Regions from separate parts of the Gossypium hirsutum genome. Here region 1 is linked to region 2. The links are chromatin contacts, called in public Hi-C maps. All regions are on one chromosome and are shown on one strand. The core of a region is the stretch at or near the end of the contact, and the rest is flanking DNA. Distances in the headings are between cores, read along the strand shown. Region 1 holds the start of LOC121230367 (probable eukaryotic translation initiation factor 5-1). Region 2 has its middle 23 kb from the start of LOC107962466.

Evidence for each region. A called contact is a pair of places that touch in the nucleus more often than the background predicts.
Region 1: a Hi-C map of leaf shows a contact between it and region 2, with 1.6 times the contacts expected there. The contact joins the promoter of LOC121230367 here to the enhancer-like site in region 2. A contact is called at or near these places in 2 of 34 Hi-C or Micro-C datasets (hypocotyl and leaf).

The regions. Positions count from the first base shown.
Region 1 is chrA06:6,537,201-6,539,900 of Gossypium_hirsutum_v2.1, reverse strand. LOC121230367 (probable eukaryotic translation initiation factor 5-1) reads left to right here and starts at 1,401. Exons shown (of 2, transcript XM_041114985.1): 1 at 1,401-1,710.
Region 2 is chrA06:6,322,286-6,324,985 of Gossypium_hirsutum_v2.1, reverse strand. It overlaps the pseudogene LOC107962467. Among protein-coding and RNA genes, the nearest start is that of LOC107962466, 23 kb to the left of the region's middle. Within about 2 kb of position 1,290, at least 7 of the 9 cell types and tissues checked have an H3K27ac peak or open chromatin away from gene starts, as enhancers often do. A contact at or near this core is called in leaf, where this site is marked.

The DNA.
Region 1 (2,700 bases), core at 152-2,651, 210 kb before region 2:
TATAATATTAAAGTTTAAAATTTTAAAATTATGCGCACTTAATTATCTAATTTATGTGTTAGCATTTGCCTATTTTTAATTTTTTTTTCATCTGATGATTTTTTTAAAAAATAAAAATAAAAATAATATATATGTTTTTTTTAAAAGTAAAATTTAACTAAAAAAACTATAATAATTATTTGGTACAATTTTAAATGCGTGCATCCAGGAGAAAATGAGTCAAAATTACACGTTTATTTTAGAAAGAAGTATAATTAAACACGCAAATTTGAAAGCTTCAATTTGATTTTACTTGCGCTGTAGCGTGCCACGTAAATTTTCCATTTTTAAAATTTTAAATTTGAATATTTGATGATTTTCTTTTCTGTTATTTAATTTCCATTTTCACCCTTTGATATTCCGTTACACTAAAGAAAAAAGTTTTTTTTTTGTGAAATTGCAAAAAGGAACTCCACCATCATTTAAAGAATGAACTCTATAAGGGGCATTTTGGATTTATAAAGAAAATATTAAAAAAATTAATGGTACTGATACTGACACTTACATTTCTAACGTAAATCCTTTTAAATTTTTATTACATTTTGCAAATATTTATATGAGAGAAAAGGATTTAAAATTTAAAAAAGGGAAAGAAGACAAACTATAGCATTATGAAAGCAGTTGGCAAGCTTTTTACAAACATAATAATTTTTTAATAATATTATTATATAATTTATTTTATGTACTGATTATATTTTTCATTCAAATTTCATATAAAATTCCATTAAATTTTTGTCAGTTGATTTACTTATATAATTTTTTTTGTAAAATAAAGTCTAACTAAATCAATTACTTAAAACTTTAATAATCATTTTTCCCACCCATTCCAAGACTTTCTCAATACATCACATTCTAAATTGACTCTTCTAGATAAGTTTAAATTATGTACTATGTTGTACTGTTTTGTTCAACTTACTGAAATCTTAATAGTGTCTATAAAATTTTAAGATATATTTTAAATAAAGCGCATAATACTTAAATTAAGAATAATTATTTGATATATTATCTGTAGAGTTTTTTAGACTCTACAAATGGATTGAGAACACGATAAATATTACATTGATTTATATTTATGTTTTTTTATACTCTATAATACACTTGTCATATCATTAACCCATTTGTGAAGTTTAAAAAATTTCCTCAAACGGTATATGAGATAATTTTCCTAGAAATATTAAACATATAGAAAGTTTACATTTTCGCTCAAGCAAATTATGTAGTTATTTAAATAAAGAAAAAAAATTTGAGCAAAAATTTTATTAATTTAACCATAAAATATGAAAGATAGGATTAATTACTTTCATATATTTTAGGGTTTTTTTATAAAATAATATTAAAAAATTAATTAATTATAAAAATAGGGTGGACAACAAATTAATTATAAAAATTGGAAGAAAAAAGAGAAAAAGAAAACCGTAAATACAAAATAAAAGTAAGGGTAATAATGTCATAAGAAAGTCGGTTCCAGAATATAATTAATATATTCGAAAAATAAAAGTTGAAAGATGCTGAGTTTGCCCTAAGCGTCACCATATATAAAGCAGCGTGCTTCTCTCCTTTTCCTCCACAACCAAAATCCGCTATATCTAAAATAAGGTTCCAACCTCTGTTTTTCTTCACAAATTCCCAATCTAATCTCTTCCTCCCCTTCTTTTCCACATCTCATAGAAGGTATGATTTCTGTTTCTAATTACTGTTCTTATTTTTTTCTTATCGATGAATCTGTTCGATTTCATATAATATTTTATTCCTATCTGTTGATTTTAATCTTTCGTGTCTTTGTTCTAGAGCTGGATTTACTTATTTTTTCTGTTTTTGATTCGTTGTAGATCTATTTATAATTTTTCTTTTTAAGTTCCTATTTGTTTTGACTTAGAATGATCGATCTATGTAGTTTGGTTCTTGTCAGAGCCATTATATTCTGATTTCTGAACTTGATTTTCTAATTTTTTATTTAGATGATTGTAGATCGGATGTTGAATCCTATGACTTTTTATTTTCTATTTTTTATTATTTAACGTTGAATAAAATGTTAGTTATTTATTCTGATTTTGTGATTTTTAATAATTTTTCATTAATATTTTGTTGAATTTACCTCGTCTTTAACACTCATTAATATGATTAGGAGGTTTATGGTTTCCTTTTTTTTTCTGTTTCTTTTAATCTACCCCTAATATAGCAAATCATTTTTCCTTTCACATTTTAATCTTAATTTTGATAGTATCATTTCTTATACTAATATTTTGTGGATATCCCCCAATTGGAGGACCAAATATTGGAATCTGAAGGCATTTAGAAATCATAGGCTTTCGACCTTTATCAGATATTTAGTTTTTCTACTTTTGGATGTATATATGCAATATTGGAAAACGTAATTCCTTTTTCAGGTGTTGATTTTAATGAAATCAACTTTATGTTGATGAGCTGTCTACTGCTTATAGATTGACTATATGCTTTAACATTTGCTTGGATTGACTGTATGTTTTTAACATCTTAATCACATATTAGAATTTGAAGCCATTTAAGATACAAAATAGGGTTTTGACCTTTAAGACTTAAGCATATATTGATTTTGTATGCTTTTGGATGTATACATGTTATATTGGAAATTGTAATGCCGTTCTTGGTTGTTGATTTTATTGGAAGTGACAATGTTGACGA
Region 2 (2,700 bases), core at 41-2,540:
AGTTAAACTCACTCTAGAATCTTTTGGATGCCCACCCAAACCATTTTCCTCAGTTTCAGGAATGCTTTCTAGAGTGAAGGATGAAGAGCCACGAACACGAGGACTACCTGGTCCTATCCACTCTTCTAAATACCTTTCTGTAAGTGGAGTCCATTTGGTAAGTAATGACTTATCCTCTTGTTCAACAGCCCAAACGGTTATTAGAACTAGGCCACCCTTTTTAACAACTCGCACTAATTCTTCAATCGCTTTCTTTCTCCTATTCTCTGTACTTAAGTGATGTAACACAGCAATAGAGATTGCTGCATCACCAAAATTAGTTCTGTAAGGAAGATTAACAGCATCTGCAACCAAAACTTCATGCCCTCTATTAGCACATATTTTGATAAGGGAAGGACTTATATCACATCCTATAAAATAGCAGCGAGAATTTAAACCTAGATATTTCCCATTTCCACATCCTGCATCTAAGATAAGTGAACCAGTAGGCAAAGATTCCAAGAAAGCAGCGACCTTCGGCCACTTGGCAAAGCGGGTGGAACTAAAATGGGGGCAATAGCATCATAAACATGATGAACATATTTCTTTTCTATTTCAGGGGTAGATTTCACACTTATAGATGAACACTTACGGTCCTCACTTACAGAGGAAGATGGTTGGATTCTGGGTTCAGTATCAGGTGCAAGAGTACACATAGGAGAAGCATCTTTTACTTTGATTTCTTTCATACTGCTAGAAATTACTGAATAACCAAGTCCACAGATACAATCAAGGAATAGAGTGCTTTTACTCCAAAATTGATGAACGTATATACCAGCTCTAAGAGATTTAAAAATCATCAGTCTTGAGCATGGTGCCTAAGAAGTTTGACCTACACAGAAACCATACATCATAACACATAGTTAAAAATGTAAGGAACAGCATGAACTGTCAACACAGTTTTATACTTTTTCAAATCATAGAACATTTCACATCGCTGATCTGTTATCTACAGAATGGAATTATGACACATTATTAAAGGCAAGAGAAATGTGATGGTTCTGAAATAATAGTAGAAATACACTAGAATACAGACCCTATAAGAATGTAAGAAACAGCATGAACTGTCAACACAGTTTTATACTTACAACCCTTAAAAGAAAATTAGGATATGTTGCTCGGACACGCCTGAAAGTCGGCCACACTGGAACTGCTATTGGCTTTTGAAGAAGTCGTGGTGGCCGATCAGAAGAAAAGCACCGGAAAAGAAGAAAAATTGAAGCTGTGCGCCTGAAAGAAAAGAGACAAGGAGAAGAAAAGAAACTAGGGCACAGTTGTATGGGCTGAGGATTTATGGGCTTTGGTTTGGGCTGTTTATCCTGATATTTGGATTTTAATTGAATAATGAGAAATTAGCTCAAATAAATTTCAATTTGTGTAATAAAAAAATAAATTATATAACAAAATAAATTTCAAAATTCCTTCATCAAATATGTAATATTTAATTTCAAGTGTTACAAACTCAAAATTAATATTTTTAAATGACTTAAACAATTCACAAAAAAAATTTAGGTATCTCCAATACCTTTTAAAAGTGTTTCTCTAAACAAAACTGAGGGTTAAAGAACAACAGAAAAAGACTGTGTTAGTTGAAAGCCCAAGAATCGATGAGTACTACTAATAGAATAACGTCGGTAACAAATTTGATAAAATTTATTGTTATAGATAAAAAATAATTTATTGGATGGGAGGTGTGTTTACCTCCGGTGAGGATAAAAACAGGGGTGGCTGTGAGATTAGTTACTGTAGCGGTGAGATTAGAAACAATGGTGGAGTGTGTGTTTGGATTCAAACGCAATTGTAACGGTGAGATAAGAATAAAAAATGGCTATTAAAGACATCATATTAGAATTGCTATATAATATAAGTTGTTAAAATTATTTTACTTTTATAAAATTATTAAAATGTATCTTGTAATATTTTATTATAAATATTTTAATGAATTATATAATCAATTTAAATTATTTATTAGATAAAAAGATAATTATTTTTAATTTTTTATAGTTAAATATTCTTTTATAACAATGATAAATATTATTTTCACAAATAGTAACATTATACTTGGATCAAATTTTGAAGCATCTAAACGGATGATTTTTAATAAAAAAAAAGTAACATAAGACATAACAAGTTTCATTATTACTAGATATTAGGTTATGATACAAAATGTTTTTACAAATATGGATTCATTAAATTAGTTGCAATGGTTTCCCTTAACATCGCGATTTCAAGGTCACTTTTACTATTAGAAGAACTCGATTCACCTCTATCAAAATGGCCTGAAGAGGTTGGCATGTTGGGTATATTCTCAAATTGTCGAAAATCCTCATTATTTGACCAAGCATATCTTCGAATGCAATTATGCAAAACTATTGTTGCAATAACTATTAAAACTTGCTTGTTGAATGAATAACTTGGAATATCTCTTAATATTGGCCATTTTTTTTCCATATTCCAAATGTTCGTTCAATTACAGAGCGTAATGAAGAATGAGCATGATTAAAGATTTCTTTTTTTTCAGATACTCGATGATTACCTCGGCGAAAATCAGGTAAATGATATCATTCCCCCTATATGGACCTAGAAAACCTGCCATTTGTGGATATCCTGAATCCACAAGATAATATTTTCCAACAAAAAAGTAAAATATAATATCAAGTT